Linked DNA regions of Mus musculus: region 2 is linked to region 1. The links are chromatin contacts, called in public Micro-C maps. All regions are on one chromosome and are shown on one strand. Each heading gives the region's core, a stretch centred on a gene start, on an enhancer-like site or on the middle of the called end of the contact. The rest is flanking DNA. Distances are from core to core; before and after follow the strand shown.

Region 1 (5,757 bases), core at 2,461-4,960:
ACATAAAACCAGATCCACTGAATCTAATAGAAGTGAAAGTGTGAAAGAGCCTTGAACACATCAGCACAGGGGAAATTTTTCTGAAGAGAACATCAATGCCTCAGGTTCTAAGATCAATTGGAGACAAATTAGGACCTCATGAAACTGAAAAGGTTTCTGTAGGCAAAGGACACTGTCAATAGGACAAAACAGCAACCTACAGATTAGGAAAAGATCTTTACCAACCCTACATCTGATAGAGGGCTAATATCCAAAATACACAAAGAACTCAAGAATTTAAGCTCCAGAAAACCAAATAATCCAATTAAGAAATTGGGGTATACAGAGCTAAAGAAAGAATTCTCAACTGAGGAATCTCTAATGGCCAAGAAGCACCTAAAAAATGTTCAACATTCTTTGTCATCAGGGAAATACAAATCAAAATGACCCTGAGATTCCACCTTACACCAAACAGAATGGCTAAGATAAAAAACTCAGGGAACAGCAGATGCTGGTGAGGATGTGGAGAAAAAATACTCCATTTCTGGTGGGATTGCAAGCTGGTACAACCACTTTGGAAATTGGGACTAGTTCTACTGAAGACCCAGCTATACCACTCCTAGGCATATACCCAAATGATACTCCAACATATAACAAGTACTCATGTTCCATTATGTTCATAGCAGCCTTACTTATAAAATATAATATTGTCAGTTTGACTACATCTGGAATAAACTACAATTCAGAAATGCAGGGAACACCTTTGATCTAGATCTTGAGGCTAGAAGATACAGACTTCTGACCTGGATCTGGACATGGAGATCTTGAGGTTTAGTGGCCATGAAAACATCTTAGGCCTAGGTGAGGTAGTCTGTGCCTTTAATCCCAAGAGACTGAGACAAATAGAACTCTGAGTTCAAGGCCAGCCTGGAACAGAGCAAGTTCCAGATCCAGGCATGGTGGGAACTCCTTTAATCTGGGCCATGACTTCTGCTAGAAGCTTACATAGGGACATTGGAAGAAGGAAGACTCACTCTTCTTCACCTGCTTGCACTTACTTGCCAGCACATCTGTTGGAACCTACTTCTTCAGGATTCCAGCTTAGACAGAAGACCAGGTGAAACAAGTAGCCTCGTGGGGCAGAGCAACTACTAGATTCTTGGATTTCCAATTCACAGTTGCCCATCATTGGGTTAGTTGGACTACAGACTGTAAGTCATTACAATAAATTCTCTTAATATAGAGAGACAACCCATAAATTCTGTGACTCTAGAGAACCCTGACTCATTCAAGTAGTCTATGTCTCACCCATAATTAGCTCGATAGTCACATATAAGTATATGCTTTTAAAATCAGTTCAAACTAATGTCTATAAACGTCATGAGCAAAATACTTAGCATTGTCTCAGTGTTCTCTGCTCTTCCTTTCCTTTCTGACTACTTTATTTATTGGTTGATTGATTCGATGTGCAGCCTAAGATAGCACTGAACTTGACACACAGCTGATGATAATCTTGAACTCCTGAGCCTCATGGCGCCCCTTCTAGGTGTCTGCTTCTTTAATATCGAACATTGTTCAAGACACTAAAAATAACTGAGGATGTCTTCAAGACTTTCTATTTAGGAAGCAAATGGAATATTGATGAATTTAACCAAGAAAGGAAATGAAAAAATAGGAAAGGATTATAACGTAAAATATAATTTGTTTCACTTGAAAACATTTACATTTAAAACTCCCAGTTAGCTATGCCACAGAAGAAAACATAAAATTGGAAACCTCAAACAAGAGCTGAATATAGGCCTTCAAACTGAAGATAGACGTTGGCGGGGGGTGGGGAGGGTGTCCATCCATACACAGGCAGGGTTTAAAGCCAGTTGTTGAAAGGGGATGCAATGAAAGACAAGAACCCCACAGCTTACCTGACATTTGGTCTAACAATTTGAGGAGCCCTGAAGAAACTATGAGGAGAATGACAGAGGGGAATGATAGAGAACAGCCTAGAAGCCTGTACCAAAGGCAAGGGGAATTTAGAATAAAAATGAGCATCAATCAGGTTAGGGTCTCATGATGGTCACAAGGATCAAAAACTAAACAGACATGGGAACACTGTAGACTTTATGGGAAAGAGTGTTCAGGGGAGAGCAGGTCCTGACTCACAGCTGTATCTGTGCTGGCAAAGGACCGGGTAAAGCAGCTCCAGTCAGGGCAAAGGGCTGGGTGTCATCCAGATTCAGCCTAGAGACTGGCTATGGAAGAAGCCTTCTGTGCCTGCCAAGATGGGCAGGGGATGGGAAGAAAAATGAGTAATGGGGAAAGATGCATTCGCAAATAAGCAAAGGCAGGTAGATTCTGTGCTTCCTACAAGAACCAGGAGGTGGTTCCACTACCCTTGATGGTACTGATAGGATATCTTTTCCCCCATTCCTCCTAGTTCCAGAGAAGAGAGGCAAAGTAGTCTCTGTAAAGCCTATAGCCTCTGCTTCCATTTCTCCTTGAGAAATAGTGATTTATTCTCCCACAAGCTCCTCAGTTGCACAGAATCGATGACCCACTGTTCGCTTCCACCTTGCACAAGCTGCCCAGATACAGGCCTGGGGCTAAGCAGCTCAGCTTGGTGGATGGCTGAGGCGTCTTCTGCTTCTGAGTGGCTGCAGTGTACATGTGTGCCACATTCTCCACTTCAGCCGTATTGGTAACAAATATCATCATGGATACAAATAGAATTTGTCTGTCTCTTGCTTTTGCTTAGCGACATCTGAACTCGTGGGAGAAGCTGTGTGGAATGGTTATTGCTTAAAATCAGTTTTGGTAGAGCTTGTTATACAAATAAGAGAAAAGGGACCCAAGGCCTCCAGTCCTTGTTTGAGAGATGAAGGGGTCACAATGGCAAATCTCTTAACCCATGTTTGCTTTCTACATATTTACATATTGTTGTGGGAGGGGCCAGGAACTAGACTCATCCCAGAGACAAAAAGAACAAAGGACACAAGGGGATAGGGCACTCTGATATCCAGAAAGCTTTTCACATATTAAGAGACCATGGGCTTATCATGACAATTGTCTGATGAAAAATAAAGATTGCCATCTGGAATCTAAAGTACATTTATATATATATATATATATATATATAGTGTACATTGATAAACAAGAGGCAATAGGGAAATCAAGCTCAAATATAGGTCTTCCCAGGTCTTCTAGCCTTTTGCTGCTTAGAGAAGTCCCTTCCCTTACTAGGTAGGCTGTACAATTTTGTTCCTTGGCATTGGGATTTTCTCAGAGAACAAAACAATCGCCATGAAATGCAAAAACTAGATTGGCTCAAAGAATAAGACGTGGATTTTTACAAAGCTGAGGATGGAAGAATATAATTTTGACATCTCTCCTCTTAGAAGCTACCAAGGCCTTTCCAAATCCAGCATTCCATATGCCTGGCGTTTGGGTAAGGAGCCTCTGGCACAATGCAAGCAGCAGAGGGGAGTCAAGGACTAATGGATTCACTGGCTCCATCATCAGAATGCCCTGGGGAGCAAAGTGAAGGAAACAAGTTTGAGGGACTGTTGTGATAAGCAAGCCCTGAATTCTTCCACAGGAAATCTAGACTCAGCTGTGCTTTGAGACACACAAGCCACAGTGGAGCTCTTTGGGGTTAAAGTGAGGTGTGCTCTGTGCAGGGTAACGGTTGCTATGTGTTCCGTTGTGGCAACCATGATTCACCATGATTCACCAGGGCATAGCTGATCTACCACTGCTCTCAGCAATAATCCCACTGGAACCTCTCTCTGCTGCTAGAGGGATAATTACCTAGAGATCCCTGAGGCCAGTTCTTGCAGTTTTCACATAAAAATCACCTCTTGCATAAGACATGAAATTTAAAGTCATTCCTTCATGGACACCAGTGAGTCACTCTGTTGCCTCTGGGACAGATATAAATTATGCATTCTTTGATTCTCTTTAAATTTTTAGAGGCACACTGGGATGGAGAAGGATCTCATTGGTGCTAAAAATACAAAGCATTCCAGAAAGAAATAATTCCTGTGATATTAACTGCTTCTTTTGTTCTAGGAGTTCCCCCTTGGTCAAGACTATAACATAAAACACAGAAAACTAACAGCCAGCTTGCATGCTAATGACTGTTGGTGACAAGGACTCATTGAATGTCACTGTTCCATGTCCTCCTGCTGTCCATTTCTCTTACAAGAGTGACTTCTTTCAGAGGATGAATGGTCCCTATGAAATAAGCACCCTTTCTGGCATCTACAACCAAGAAGTCTCAACAATGCCTATGTGAGAACTCACAACTCCTTTCAGAGTCCCCTTTCTTGACTCCACACCTTAATAGCAGGAGGATTATGGGAACGAGGAGGTGACATTTTATAAATCCTTGGAACTAGTTTGACTTTTACCTCTTGATTCCGAACCTCACGGTAACGAATGTCTTCATGTTTCAGAGCAAGGTGTCACTGTCAAAATTAGCATGAAGGAAGTGTGATGTCTGTCACCGCAAGAAGAGAGTCCTGTGCATGCCTGGCTGCTCTGATGACCCAGTTCCCATCAGCGTCTGTTTCGTGCTGACCAGCTCCTCCAGATGTGAGCTGGCAGCATGGCGCCACAAGGCTGTTACCCAGACATGCCCAGAGAGATAGGGAGGTTTCTCCCTGCCTCCACAATCAACATGAACTTGGCTGTTCTTCTCATTATTATTCCAGGAAGGAAGGAATCCTTTAATATTCAAATCCGTGGCACAGGCACATTGCCTCAGATGTCTGGGAACTATCAGCCAAATAAAAGTAGTAAAAGAGTAACATCCAACAACTCTCGACCTCATCTGTCTGACCTTAGACGCTGCTGGCTCAAGTGTGTGGAGTTTTCAGACTTGGGGTAAATGTGAGAGGAACTGGAACATCTAGCTTCAATGGGCTCCTGAGGCAAACCTCTGTGTGCGATATTAATGTTCCAAGTTAAAAATTAGAAACATTTGAAAATGACTATTCTCCCAAACAGAAAGGAAAGTCACTGCTCAGATTCTAAAGGTGTGTGCCACAGTCACTGGAACACACACCCATTTTGTACAAAATGCCTCAGAGCCCTTGACCTAATGAGGTTACTGACAAGGGTATGAATGATTAGAACAGAAAATGAAACTCGCAAAGAATTTTCTTTGTGAACTACCATATTTCTCCTGTCATTTAACCAATTTTCATCCTCAAAAAATTACAACATGGGCTGCAAATCTTCAAGGCTAATGCTCCATATGACAGACTAAGTGCTATTTAGAAAGTAATAAGACTTGTGTCAAACTGGTGAGGAGGGGGGTGGGCAGGGGGGGGGAGAGGCCATGTGACAGACTCTGTAGGTGGGCAGGGGTTGTGAGAGGTTATGAAAGTGACACTCAGGAAAGTGAAGTGCCAAACAGCTTCCCACATCCAATTAGTGAAAGTGCATCGCTGTCAGCAGGATCCACACATGGGATGATCGCTTCCAACCTGAGCCTTCACAACACACACTCAGTTAACTGACCCCCAGTGTGTGACACTCTCGTTCCTCTAAAATCAATGCCTAGAGGGTGGTAATGGGAATGACTTCATGTGCACACCACACTTCCTGCAATTCACTATAAACTGAAATTATGAGAGACGGAAGAACATTCGGAATTCTGAAACTCCCACAGCTGATTGAAGCATGAGTTTCCGTTTGCCTTGTTGAACCTAACCAGAGCATTGTGTTCTCCAAACACCCATCAAGCCTGAGGGATCTGCAGAGAGACCAATATACGCATCA
Region 2 (6,131 bases), core at 2,576-5,075, 130 kb before region 1:
CCTAGCCAGACTAGGGCAATCTTCTCATATGGCCTCTTCAAGCAACCAAGGGACAAAGCAAACATGAGGTGCCTGGAAGGTGGTAATGACCCCCTTTATAACAGGAGTTAGATGATGTGTTTCCTGCTTCCTTTAGCTTCTGGCTCCATAGTACACCCCTGTCTGTGGCTCTATAGCTCTTCTTTATGGTACAAGTTGATGGGCGATGTAGATTCCATGTTTTGTACTTAGCTGTGGCAGGCACACTGCGTTACAGCAACTTAGGTAAGCAGGATTCTACTCAAAGATGATCAGAGTACAGCATTACACACTGTACATAACTGTGTGGGGGACTGCCCTTAGGCCTGGCAGTACAATAGAGAGCATGTACTGTCTTGCATTGCAACCATGACCACTTATAGGAAAACATTAGCGCTGTTATATTTTTATGGGGCCGGCATCCTATGTGGAGCCTACCATTGAAAGAAGCATTGTTGGGGGCTGGTGAGATGGCTCAGTGGGTAAGAGCACCCGACTGCTCTTCCGAAGGTCCAGAGTTCAAATCCCAGCAACCACATGGTGGCTCACAACCATCCGCAACAAGATCTGACTCCCTCTTCTGGAGTGTCTGAAGACAGCTACAGTGTACTTACATATATTAATAAAAAATAAATCTAAAAAAAAAAAAAAAAGAAAGAAGCATTGTTAAGGGTACAGAACAACATTACAATATTCCTGGTGCAAATGTATAAAAACATACAAAGCATAAGCAAGTGAGGCTCGACTTTTGACCATTCTTGTCAAACTCTCTGGCTGCACCGCACTACCTGTCTCGTCCATTTCTAACAAATACCGTGCACAGCACGACCCCATGACCTGGCACTCTGGTCTTTCCATTTGAGTGGAGGAAAGAAGAGTCCGGGCATAGAAGCAATGAAGAGCAGCACACTGCTTCAGTCTCTTCTGCTGGCTCACAACAAGGCAAGACAACCTCTTCAATGACTGCTAACAGCACACATATGAGTTGCTGAGATACAGTGGTGTGATTCAAGGTGAAAGGTACGGTCGGGAGCCCCTGTAGATTTCCCTGTATAAGTCAGAGCCCCTGTAGATTTCCCTGTATAAGTGGAAGGAAGAGGAGATTCCAGGCTATTTGTTTGGTGAGTGCTTTTCTTTATACTCGTCATGTGTTTCCTTCCTTCGTTTATTTTTCTTTGGTTGCTCTTCAGAGAACACCTTTCTAGACACGAGTGTTTTGAAATTCTGATCAGAACTGGAAGGGGAAGGAGCTGGGGAATAATGGAGATGCCTGTACTTATGTGACACATTCACAAACCCTATGAATTTTTAATGAAGGAACAATGTCCACAATTAGATTTGAAATGAGGTTTTCTTTGTGGGCGCTCTTACAGTAAGTGGACTGTGGGTGGATTTTACTTTGTATTCTGTAAACGGTATCAGTGCAGAAACCGCTCCAGTTTAATAGAAAATAAAAGCAAATTGTTGATTGTTTACAGCTTTTCTCCCCCTCCACATTTACCAGAAGTGTGGCAGTTTTTAAAATTGTTTTCCATTTTACTTAAATGCCCCATAGACGCCAAAGCACTCAGTGGTACAGAATGTGACTCCAGTCATGACCCAAAGCTGTCCTTTCGCGTGGCAGGGGGGAGGTTTTATTTGTCTGATTTGTTTGAAACTATAAAAATAACCTGTAAATGTAGACCTCTGGGAAAGCAGATCTTAAACTTTGCCATTTGTAAACCTAGGCATCTCAAACGACTATCAGATAGTTTGATAGCTGAGAGCAGGAGACAGAGGACAGAAGCAATGGCGACTTAATTTGCATTTTGAGGCTGGAGCTAAACTCTCATGCTCAGATGGCTTCAGTGTGGACTACAGTCACATATCCAGGCAGCTTCCTACCATGTTTACCTGGTCTCCAAGGCCCTTCAGTGTCTGGCTGCCAGTATCTTCTGCAAGCCCAGGCTCTGAGACTTGTTTCCTCTCAGGAAGCACGGGGACTGTTAATCTCCTGTGAGACTGCCAGGCATGATCTTGGCTTGGTGATGCTGCATTTGGTGCCCCCGAGGTCCCTGCATGCCAGCCCTCTCCCTCCCCTTAGCCCAGTTCTGCTGACCCCACCCAAGTCCTCGTTCTTGGCCCTTCACTGGCCTCTAACTATAACTGCAACCCTGGTTAGCTTCTTTCTATAAGCCTTAGTTTTCTCTATAGATTTCTTGGGATCTGAATTTATATCACATGGAGATTCCCTTGATAAATTAGCCTTCCACAGGGATAGACTTATTTTTAATCATTTAAAAATGTTTCTTTCTGCTGAATTGCCACAAGCCAAAACAGTGCCTAATAGTATATACATAAATCCTGCCTCTCCCACACACTCAAATTCACTGAATAGTCATTATGACTGTGACTGCATATGCATATATGCGTGCACACTGCATTTCTTATATCTCTACTTTCTGTACTTTTGATGATGATGATGTCTGTGGCCTTAAGGACCCTGGAGGAAACTAGTTCTCCTGGGGGTAGCCGGTTTCTCCAGACATCATAGGGTCACTTGGGAGCCACTCTACAGATGAGAACCCACAGACCAGGATCCCACCATCTCCCAAATGCTTTTGGCTCTGGGTTTCTCCTGCGCTAGGTCACAGTTCTGCCCCCACTATGCCGGAGCTAGATGAGGCATGGCAGGTAATTGCAGATGGTTCCTCACCCCTAAATCTGTTTAAATTATCTGGCCTAGCCAAGCCTACACCTGTCTTCTTTCCTGGGAAAGCACAATAAGGGTCCTTGCCTAGCGTTCCTCTCCTGAGAATGATAGAGTGCATCCCACCCCTCGCTCTGCCATGGCATGATATGCCCCCTCATTTGGGGACCCATGAGTAGCTAACCATCTTCAGGAGTCAGGCTCCATATCGTCTGCCCTTCCTATTCCTACATGATTACAATATATTAATAAGGAAAAACTAAATTCAGAAATGCAAATATATAAACATATCGGGCGATTCACTTAAATAAATATAATTCTCTATATCTTGAAGGAAAATGTAATCACCAGAAGTTACAGCTTGCTGCATCCAGAAGAAATAAGATGATGCTGACATTTAAAAGATTTGTAAGTACTTTAGCCTCTATCTCACTCAGCCCTGAGATTAGCTTAGGATCTGTGTTGTTGTTGTTGTTGTTTTATTTTTTCATGTGTGTGTGTGGTTATTATTGTTGACTTTTTAAAAAGGGTATCATTAATTCAAGGGACTAGTCATGATTCTTTTATTCTGCCATTAGAGATAATTAATCTCATACAACAAACACGTTATGGAGTTTGAATGATGCAGCCATGTAGATTTGTCAATTGTAGGCAATGTACGACTTTGCTGGGAGTATTAGTAATGGTGCGGGGTGGGGGTAGGCGTGTCAGTGCCTATCTGAGTACAGGAGTGCAGGGGACATTTCCCTACCTTCTGTTCAGTATCACTAAGAACTTAGAAGTGGTCTAGAAAAATAAGATCTTTCAAAAGGAAAGTAAGTAAATAAAATCATACCTGTACTTATGCATTCTTTTTAAAAAAAAATAGAAGGAGATAAGAAATCCTGCCCCCACTTTCCTCAGTTATAGCTTACATGGCACAGCTCCCTGCCTCGGAGCAGTCAGCGGAGTTTTCGACACAGTAGAAAATAGTTGTTCCCCTTTCGTTCATTCCAAAGCCATGGTTCATGTTGTTCCATGGCCCACTGGCCAGATGCCGCTCTGTTCTCTGTTGGAACACACCTCCAGCTGGGCTACGCCAGGCCTGATGGGGGCACGGCAGTTCTACAAACCCAAGCTGGGAAAATGACCTTTGGTAGACTCTCATAAGTCAGCTCTGAGGAATGTGCTGGGTGGTTACCCATTAGGGGTAACCGGTAAGGACAAGAGCCGGAGGCTGAAGTCTTAGTAAAGCAGGATTTGGCCAGAGAGACAAGAAGATGTCCACAGGAATGGTCCGGGCAGCTTCCAGAAGGCACTGGAGGGAGTCTCAGCCTATCAGCTGCTAACCTTGGCACTGGACCCTTCATAGGGACTTGACAGCCCAGGCAGCTGTCTTCATGAAGTTGGATGCACGCCTGCTGACTCAGGCTACAGAACCACTGCCAGGATGGCCATTCTGTAACAACCACATATTCTGTAATAGAAATACTAGCGCCCACTCAAGGCAATAGTAACGGTGCAAGAATAATTTTTCAGCTGCCATGAGAGAGGTTTTGAAACTGCTTACAGGCTGTGGAAGCATGCTTTTCAGAAATTAATACAGAATTTGAGAATTTTTATCAAAGGGGACAGGAGTGCTCGCCATGGCCCTACAGCTTCCCTTCAGGCTGCTGGTATTCACATTTGCTGCCTTGTGTGTACCCACTACTTCTCCACGCCTCCCTCCTTTCTGACTCACATCAAGGCCCACCTTCTCTGAGGCACCTTACATGATCAATTCTTGCCTCTCTAACTTCAGCATTCCCTAAGGTGTGGGATTTAACAGGGAACAGAAAACCATTATTTTAATTTTTAATAGTTAAATTTGCTCTGAGCCATGTGAAATTGCTGTTTCTGTGGATTTAAAAGCTAGCCAAATATTAGCGCTTTCATATAGTTCAACCTAGTATATGACAGAAAGAAATATATTTTAAAAGAAGGACTTCACCATTTGTATACAATGAGACAAAAAATGAGTACTTTAAAGGCACATGTAGAAATAAATAAGTAAACATATCTCTTGACCACACAGCTGTAGTAAAATTATTAAACTTGTATCCACTAATGGAATTGAACAGTGGCATTCTGACAACCAGTGTTCTGTGTTCCTTATATGTCCCATTTTGTATTCATGGTAGCCTGGGGTGGGAAGGATCTCTGTATTTGGGTCCTTCAGCTGGTTCTCAAAGCATAAAGAGGCAAGAAGCACTTAGCATAATCCCTACCAGGTTGGTGGGTGGGGATGGTGTTGTCTTACCAGAGAACATTGGTTGCTTTCCTTCATGTTCATTTGAATATGTGAAACTGATGGAACAGAGGGTGCTGTTCTGGCCAAAAGTCTATAATGTAGAGCAGAGTAGAACCCAGGTGTCCCTGGCGGCTTTGATGGGCACCCACTTCACCAGCGCTCTGCATTACAGTGACATGTGGGTATTGGCAGCTTAGGGGCTGGTGATCTGGGCTCCTGTTTTGTAGCACAATATGCATAGCCTCCCCTCCCTTCCCCCAAACACACACACTTTCCAGGCCCACTGAGAAAGGAGGCTGTGAAAAGCCATCTTCTTTGGTGATATCCTGTGACGATTGTCCTTTATGCCCCCATAGCAACCAACTTTAAGTTCTTTTTAAAACCAAGACCTTGAAAGTATAGGAGGGTAATGTTTTCCAATTCATTAGAAACTAAACTAAATTAACTTCCTGTATATTTTATCCTATTAAAAAAAAGACATAAAATAGTCATGGTGTTGGCACTTATAGGGCTTTTGTCAGATTAAAAAAAAAAAAAAACGGTCATTAAGAAATTAAATCCTGCATACTCGTCAGCCTTTACTTCCATGCACAGAATAATGGGTCTTAAAATACAGGCGGTTGGTCATGGGTCTTAAGATACCTGATATGAAAGATAAGCATCTGTTGTAGAAGTGCATGGCTGAGAGAGGACAACATTATTTTCATGTGTGGCACAAGGAAGATGCCAAGAGCAGGAAAATCTGGCAAATTCTGAAAGGATGCAAGAGTCCTTAGTGGGAAGAGACAGAGGAAGTGGGCTGGAGCTCTGGCAGGGACCAGGGACCAGGACCAGGCTGTGTGAAGCTGGCGGAGCACAGTGGAGGCGGGGCACCGTGGAGGTGGGGCACAGTGGAGGCGGGGCACCGTGGAGGTGGGGCACCGTGGAGGTGGGGCACCGTGGAGGCGGGGCACCGTGGAGGCGGAGCACCGTGGAGGCGGGGCACCGTGGAGGTGGGGCACAGTGGAGGCGGGGAGAGGATTTTCCTTTAGCAAGTTTACTCAGAGACCACTTTCACTGCGTGTATCTAACGACAATGGTACTTTTATTCTTTAAAATCTTGTTTTCCTCTTCAAAATTTTACTTTCAGAAAAATGTCAAGGGATTTTAATCCAT

The links. A called contact is a pair of places that touch in the nucleus more often than the background predicts.
Region 2: a Micro-C map of muscle stem cells shows a contact between it and region 1, with 2.2 times the contacts expected there. The contact joins two enhancer-like sites. A contact is called at or near these places in 1 of 15 datasets of contacts at CTCF or cohesin (the NIH/3T3 cell line) and 4 of 484 Hi-C or Micro-C datasets (adipose-derived mesenchymal stem cells, muscle stem cells, myocytes and 1 more).

What each region holds. Positions count from the first base shown.
Region 1 is chr14:77,350,099-77,355,855 of GRCm38.p6, reverse strand. All of the region lies in intron 3 of Enox1 (ecto-NOX disulfide-thiol exchanger 1), which reads right to left. Among named protein-coding and RNA genes, the nearest start is that of Gm41217, 18 kb to the left of the region's middle. Within about 2 kb of position 3,710, at least 55 of the 459 cell types and tissues checked have an H3K27ac peak or open chromatin away from gene starts, as enhancers often do. A contact at or near this core is called in the NIH/3T3 cell line and muscle stem cells, where this site is marked.
Region 2 is chr14:77,482,990-77,489,120 of GRCm38.p6, reverse strand. The region is part of intron 5 of Enox1 (ecto-NOX disulfide-thiol exchanger 1); the gene reads right to left. It overlaps Gm6994 (predicted gene 6994), which reads left to right. Exons shown (of 6, transcript NR_033141.1): 4 at 3,042-3,115. Among named protein-coding and RNA genes, the nearest start is that of Gm6994, 21 kb to the left of the region's middle. Within about 2 kb of position 3,825, at least 59 of the 459 cell types and tissues checked have an H3K27ac peak or open chromatin away from gene starts, as enhancers often do. A contact at or near this core is called in the NIH/3T3 cell line and muscle stem cells, where this site is marked.